2 separate regions of the Oncorhynchus mykiss genome follow, and region 2 is linked to region 1. A link is a contact called in public Hi-C data. All regions are on one chromosome and are shown on one strand. The core of a region is the stretch at or near the end of the contact, and the rest is flanking DNA. Distances in the headings are between cores, read along the strand shown.

Evidence for each region. Hi-C and Micro-C count contacts between places; a contact is called where the count stands out from the background.
Region 2: a Hi-C map of liver shows a contact between it and region 1, with 2.7 times the contacts expected there. The contact joins the promoter of LOC110490283 here to the promoter of LOC110490280 in region 1. A contact is called at or near these places in 2 of 3 Hi-C or Micro-C datasets (blood and liver).

Annotation. Positions count from the first base shown.
Region 1 is chr15:52,203,141-52,207,049 of USDA_OmykA_1.1, reverse strand. It overlaps LOC110490280 (NADH dehydrogenase [ubiquinone] 1 alpha subcomplex subunit 5), which reads right to left and starts at 2,225. Exons shown (of 5, transcript XM_021563579.2): 1 at 2,124-2,225; 2 at 1,631-1,675; 3 at 1,424-1,540; 4 at 1,168-1,233. The coding sequence starts at 2,144.
Region 2 is chr15:52,346,743-52,350,872 of USDA_OmykA_1.1, reverse strand. LOC110490283 (tRNA-dihydrouridine(20a/20b) synthase [NAD(P)+]-like) reads right to left here and starts at 2,749. Exons shown (of 13, transcript XM_021563581.2): 1 at 2,409-2,749; 2 at 2,173-2,294; 3 at 1,785-2,025; 4 at 1,418-1,644; 5 at 587-858; 6 at 135-200. The coding sequence starts at 2,494. LOC110490281 (a long non-coding RNA gene) reads left to right here and starts at 2,940. Exons shown (of 3, transcript XR_005036125.1): 1 at 2,940-2,989.

The DNA.
Region 1 (3,909 bases), core at 976-3,475:
AGTAAGTTAGAGTAGGCTACAAAGTGCATCTCTGAATGGCACAACGCATTATCCAAATAAGTCAGGATAGGGTTGTTCATTACGCATCGATGTTTACATACATATTGTAAATAACCTTTAGTATAGGCCTAAACAGTATTAAAGGAATAAAAAAGCAACATGCTGGGAGAATGACCGTGGTTCAGTTTCCTCCAAATCATTGATAATTCGCTAACGGTACCTCAAAATGATAACCTATAGCAAGACGTGTGGTCAAATTATGAAAATGCATGGATAAAAGCAGCAAGCATGTAAAGCAAAGGCTTTATAAAGGAACAGAGTCAATCTAAAAGTAGCCTGAAGAGTCCTTCGTAATTGAAGCCTACACTAGCCTATTGGACAGTAGCCTCGCTCACGCTTAGGCTACAGAAAGCTATGCGCCTCGACGCATCAGTTTGGAAATCTTCTGCACTTTATTGACATCCGAAAAGGACTGCATTATAACATCACTGTATTATGTTCATATCTGATACAGCAACTGAAATGGACTATTCACCACCTGCCTACCTGGTTAGGTACAGGGGGAACATTAGGCCTATCTATACACTGCTCTCTTCTGCTCCATCATAGTCCATCCCTGCATGCATCCCCAACACGTTTCAATTCTGCTATTACAGTCCTTGGCCTTTCTGTAGCCTATGATGTTTTCAAATATTTTATTTTGGCCTGGCATTAGATGTGAGAACCGTTTTTCTCTCATTCGGGACAATATCTCTTAAACATATTTTTCTATATGCCAATTTTAAGCAGAGCTGGACGCGGTATTGGACTGTGGCATATCCGACCACAGTGCCAGTTGGCATTTGGTTTCTAAAGACCATGATCTTAATTCAACTGTTTGCTATTTTTTGAGAGGGCGGGACAACCATAACGTTGGCCAAATTTATACGCTTTTGTTATCCGGATTTGTTTACACTTCAAGGATATCCGCACAAGATGCGTCTTCAACTACCTCCGGAGGTGGTCAGGAAGATATAATCACAATCAGATCACAATGTGTCTACACCGGTCAACTTATGTGGGCACAACCAGAATTTGGACATGATCAGGACAACGGACGCATGTAGAAACCAGGTGCAACTTTAGGAGGAAGATGCAATGAAAAGAGTGTGAGGCTCCTCTCTGTACCTGGTGAATGACCTCCTCGATCTGACCACAGTTGATTTTCTTCTCTAGTTTCTCCACATCAGGCTCCTTTCAATTGAAATGAAGAAAGACAATGAAATGATCTATATGGATTGAAACACAGATGCCATTCCAAACAATGTCTCGTAACATGACATCATAAATATAAAAGTCAACAAGGGGGAGCTGGTAGGAAGAGTTCTCCTCTGTTAAACTTCACCTGACCCTAGATGTGAGGATGGTTGGAGTGTAAACTTACGGCTTTGATAAGGTCAAAACGGTCATTGACAAGCTGTTCTGTGTACTTTCTGTAGGCTGCGTCCTGAGGGATGACCTGGAGAGACGCCAGGATCTTACTGTACAAGATCCTCAGGCGCTGAGGGGACACACGCACAGACCGTTACATTATCATACCAAAGTAGGCGTGGTCCACTACTGCGGTTTATGGCCATTACTGGAGACTCACCTCATGAGGGTTGTGGGACACGGCCAGTCCCACCAAACCTGTTGTCTGGGGGAAATATGACACAATGAGCATAATAGCTAGCTGGCACGCGAGACTACATAGTTAACGTTAGTAATCTCCTGGGTAAAATAGCCATACGGCATTCAGAAGGAAGGTGGAACATTACAGAACATATGGATAAAACGTCATGTACCTTTGGGTTCGTATCGTGTCAGCCATCTAAATTGGCTATATTTACTTCACAACGGACAAGCCCTTGGCCTAGGTAACTAACCCTGACATAGCAGATCAAAGTATATATCCACGAACCCTCCAGCAAATGAGCAAGCTAGCTAGTAGACGAGCCAGCCTAGCAGCTATCTGACACGCATGCTTGTCAATAGGAAGCGACACAAGCTCATATCGATTGTAAAGTGACAGTAATCTAACTGAATAAACAAAAGCACATTACATTTTCACAAAAGCATCATCATAATATGACCTCGACTCGTACCTTTTTCAGAACGCCAGCCATGATTATGGGCGCTACGGATTCTGGGTCACTTCTGTCGAATAAAAATGACGTCAACACGTCCTCGTTTTTTCAAAATAAAAGCTCAGCATGTCTGATTGTGTAGTAAGTACAGTAATGGGCAAACATTTTGAGAATGACACAAATATTGCTGCTTCCGTGTCTTTAGATATTTTTGTCAGATGTTAGTATGGAATACTGAAGTATAATTACAAGTATTTCATACGTGTCAAAGGCTTTTATTGACAATTACATGAAGTTGATGCAAAGTGTCAATATTTGCAGTGTTGACCCTTCTTTTTCAAGACCTCTGCAATCTGCCCAGACATGTTGTCAATTAACTTCTGGGCCACATCCCATGATGGCAGCCCATTCTTGCATAATCAATGCTTGAAGTTTGTTAGAATTTGTGAGTCTTGAGGATTGACCACAAGTTCTCAATGGGATTAAGGTCTGTGGAGCTTCCTGGCCATGGACCCAAAATATCGATGTTTTGTTCCCGGAGCCACTTATGCCTTATGGCAAGGAGCTCCATCACGCTGGAAAAGGCATTGTTCGTCACCAAACTGTTCATGGATGGTTGGGAGGAGTTGCTCTCGGAGGATGTGTTGGTACCATTGGTACCATTCATGGCTGTGTTCTTAGGAAAAATTGTGAGTGATCCCACTCCCTTGGCTGAGAAGCAACCCCACACATGAATGGTCTCAGGATGCTTTACTGTTGGCATGACACAGGACTGATGGTAGCGCTCATCTTGTCTTCTTGGGACAAGCTTTTTTCCAGATGCCCCAAACAATCGGAAAGGGGATTCATCAGAGAAAATGACGTTACCCCAGTCCTCAGCAGTCCAATCCCTGTACCTTTTGCAGAATATCAGTCTGTCACTGATGTTTTTCCTGGAGAGAATTTGCTTCTTTGCTGCCCTTCTTGACACCAGGCCATCCTCCAAACGTCTTCGACTCACTGTGCGTGCAGATGCACTCACACCTGCCTGCTGCCATTCCTGAGCAAGCTCTGTACTGGTGGTGCCCCAATCCCGCAGCTGAATCAACTTTAGGAGATGGTCCTGGCGCTTGCTGGACTTTCTTGGGCGCCCTGAAGCATTCTTCACAACAATTGAACCGCTGTCCTTGAAATTCTTGATGATCTGATAAATGGTTGATTTAGGTGCAATCTTACTGGCAGCAATATTCTTGCCTGTGATGCCCTTTTGTGCAAAGCAATGACGACGGCACGTGTTTCCTTGCAGGTAACCATGATTGACAGAGGAAGAACAATGATTCCAAGCACCACCCTCCTTTTGAAGCTTCCAGTCTGTTATTCGAACTCAATCAGCATGACAGAGTGATCTCCAGCCTTGTCCTCATCAACACTCACACCTGTGTTAACGAGAGAATCACTGACATGATGTCAGCTGGTCCTTTTGTGGCAGGGCTGAAATGCAGTGGAAATGTTTTTGGGGGATTCAGTTCATTTGCATGGCAAAGAGGGACTTTGCAATTAATTGCAATTCATCTGATCACTCTTCATAACATTCTGGAGTATATGCAAATTGCCATCATACAAACTGAGGGAGCAGACTTTGTGAAAATTAATATTTGTGTCATTCTCAAAACTTTTGGCCACGACTGTAGACATGAGTCCTCTTATTCAGTAACCTAAATACATGTTATTTATTAATGGATCCTACAATACATGTTCAATGATTAGATTGGAAAAATAAGTATTACAAATGGTAATTTAAAATAATTCGAAGTGGGTACACTAC
Region 2 (4,130 bases), core at 1,500-3,999, 140 kb before region 1:
TTTTTCTAAGGCAGGACACAATAGCTATCTAGCTAACTGGTACTAGCTAACGTTAGCACTTTTATGAAATACACAGTAACTACACATATGATCAAGTTCAATATCGTAATAATTATGCAAAGTATGTAACTTACTCTGCGGCACCCGAACAAAGAAACCGGAGGTTGAAAAGAGAAAAGCAAACTTTGGAGACAGTTGTTTCACTCCTCCTATTTCGTCTCATTGGAACGACGTCATACACAACGTTTTACAGTAGCTGTTCGTTTACGGTTTTATCCTCTACTGAGAACCAAAAAGGTTCTGCCATATATTGTTAATACCATACTGTACACATCATGGAAATTACAAATATGTTGAAATTCGGTGTAATGTGTTTGGTTTTGTTTGTACCTTTTGACCATTTCTGACTGGACATGTTGAAGTGAATCTGATTTTTATTGCAGGTAGAGAGAGGGTCACGTGCTGACACACTGCACTCCTCTATCAGAATGAGATTTAAAAAAAAGGTAATATAGTAAATACAAGCTTTTATTCCATTGGAAATATGATTAATAACATACAATAAATTATACCCAGCCAGTGTTCATGATAGGCCTACTGTCTGTGTGTCTGGGGATCCATATGTGTTGTGGAGGTAGTCTATGACTGCGGCGGTGCTTTGCAGGGAGTTGAACACCTTCCTCTCGGGCTGGGAGCTGACCCTCTCCAGCATGTAAATGAGGTGCTGGTGGAAGCAGGTGAAGGGGGTCCCCTGGTTCGTGGCGAGGTCCACCCAGTCCCACACACACTCAAGAGGGGTCTCGTTGTAGCCAGCGAACATGGCCGGGTTGGACAACAGCCCCCGGGCTGCCATCACACCTACAGGACAGGGCACGTGGGGTGGGAAGTGTCTTGAGTGAGCCATTTAACAATAAAGATCCTGTATTGATATATTCCATCTTTCTCAAATTATTTCTGTGAATGGAACCTCTAGCTACCCATTTATGTACTTACAATGAATATATGTTAAGATGGCACAATAAACAGAAAATGATTTCCCTGGAGGGAATGAGAGGTTACAGAATAAATGCAAATGAAAAGCAGATAAAGTGTTTATGATAACGAGTAAACAGTGGACTATGCAGTTCTTTGAAAATAAACCATGATAGTGGCTCCCCCCCAGAAACCCCCCATGTTGTAGGTTTATTTTCATTGTGGATCACTTTGGCCTATATAAGGGAATTTAATATGAAGCTATTTCAAGAGTGTCTTTTCCATTGAAATAACTACACATGTGTAGTTACTAAGGATCTGTCTCATGAGTACAGAGTGCACTATTTTTGACCAGAGTCCCATGTGACTGCGGAGTCTCTGGTCACAAGTAGTGCACAATATTGGGAATAAAGAATCAATTGCGATTTGCACAAATTGAACTGACCATCAACTCCAGTGAGCTGGTGAGTGGTCTCCACATCTCGGAGGGTCTTTATGTCTCCGTTGGCGACGACAGGGACTGACAGGCTGTCCTTGATGGTCTTGATGGCATCAAAGTGGACCGGCTGGTGGCGCTCTTCTGCGGTTCGACCATGGACCGTTATCCAGGACACCCCTGCCGCCTCTGCCTTCTGACACAGGTCCACCGTACGTCGCAGGTCCTTGTGAATTCTGAGAAAAGAGAGAGGAAACAACAACTACAAAAGGAACTTCATGACACTTAGGTTATTTGCTAAATAAAGCTTTAACAAGCTCTTTTGTCATTGAAGTAAAAGTGAAACAATTATATTTGTTGATATGATCACTCTTACCGTATTTTGATGGAGGCTGTGTAGTTAGGATTGTCAACTTGGTTCCTGACATGTCGAACCATGTCTTTGACCAGCTCAGGTTTGTTGATAAGGCATGCCCCGTAGCCATCTGACATGGCCCATCGCTGGGGACAGCCACAGTTGAGGTCCACTCCATCAGAGAAGGGTGCGACCACACAGGCTGCATCAGCCAGGGTCTGGGCATCACTAGCAGCAAACTGCACGATCAGAGGACGGTCAGCTGATGGGAGAGACAGAGAGCATTAAAGTTGGATTTAATTGACACCAAATTGACAGTCTCCACACATCAATGACAACAGACACCAAATCCCTATAGTTTGAGAGGCATCTAATATTTCCTTGAAGAAAAAAAGTGATCTCATATTACCTTCATTAGTTGTAAATTCACTGTCTCTGGCTTTGACAGAACGCATAAAGTCAGGAGCAACTATCATTGGAGTGAAGCAAATGTCACAGTCGAATTTCCTCACCAGTGACCTGAATGCCAACCTGGAAAAGTTGAAAATAAACGATGAGTTATAGCTATTGCTCAACCTATTTCAGCTATCTGCACAAAACCGCTGAACAAGTCATTGAAAATGTACGAGTATCAGATAATCTTACTTTGAATACCGGACCATAGGAGCACAGATTTTCAGAACTTTCCCTTCCTCAAACATGTCCATCATGTTGGTGGTCGTCATTTTCATAGACCGTACAGTACGTTTTAATCACTAAAGTGAGCTAGTCAGTTAGCTAGCTAGCCAGCTAGCTAGATTGGCATGGCAATGCTTTTCTTTCCACAGTCGAAACTGTTTGTTGCATGCAGTTTATGACCTATTCTAACGTTGGTGTGACTAGATAACGTTCATATTTAATGTAATTAAGCTAGCTAGTTAGCTAAAGATGACAAACACCCGAATGCAAACAATAACACGCGGTATGTTAGTGGGCGTGTCCTCCGAATAACCTTTCATGTTTTACCTTTGAACCTAAAAAGGATTTAAATATTTTTTATTTTTGGATTTATTTGATAAGTAACGTTATAACAATGCACGTTGATACAAATACAGATAATTTGATATTTTATTAAGAATAATAAAATGTTTGGTTTGGTTCATTTCATGTCGCTGAAATTCTACGTCATCACACGATGAACATGGAGGGTAGTAGAGAAGCATCAACGAATTCACTGCTAAATGATGGTAAAATGCTATATTTTAACATTTATTTTAAGTACTTTTCTGTGAGTCAGCTTTACTTCACGTAGGTGTATGTTTTGTTTTATTTAACTAGGTGTATCAGCCACGTAGTCGTTTAGGAATGAGAGCTACCGAGTTGACTGTGCAGTCCATCATTGACAACTTACAGCAAGGCAGAGTCAGATGGATTACCAGGACGTGTACTACGAGCATGTGCTGACCAACTGGCAAGTGTCTTCACTGACATTTTCAACCTCTCCCTGTCTGAGTCTGTAATTCCAACATGTTTCAAGCAGACCACCATAGTCCCTGAAAGATTATTGGAATCTGTGTGGGTAGCTGGACAGGTAGGATGACTGGCAATAGTGAAGGTGAACAGATGGTCAGGTGACAGAGGAATGGATGAGACTGAGGCAGGAATTCCTTTAACCACAAAGTGGTATATGTACTGGTTAGTTTGTCTGTGCTGTATAACAAAAGAAACAGAATAACATGTACCCAATAAAAATTCAAATCAGAAAGTCAAATGATAACAATCATTGTCATTATTAACAGAATAATTCAGCAATAAGGTTCCATAGGAATTCAATATGAAGCAGAATGGAGTCCTTTATGATCATAACCATGTTAACCATCATGTTAATCCAGAGAAGGATTAATGCAAATGCATTGTTAATTTATACAATCTATAATCTCCATACATTTGATATAAGAATTTATAATGTCAGTAAATCATTAAGTTTCATATTTCATCCTTCTAGGTTAGTCTTCATATGTACATGTAATTTCATTACATTTTAACTATATATCAATGTCTGTAGGGCTGTGATCATTGGGCATATACATAACACAACAGGTTTGAAGCGTGCGCTCCAAGCCTCGCTCCGCAGTAATAACTATAAACAATAACTGATGGCCGGCTCTCCCGATTGCAGCATAGTTCAGATGAAAGGTAACAGATTCGGTGGAGTTACGTTGATTCATGGACGCACAGAATGTCTGGATTAGACGGAGTTGAGGAAGAGAAAGCAGCGAGGTTGGGCAGTGGCGATGTCCTCCTTTTACTGATTTGAGATCTGTCGGACATTTCCACCTGACCTAATTAAAGCGCCCCTGGCCCGGCTGAGCAAGTGGCCATGAATTA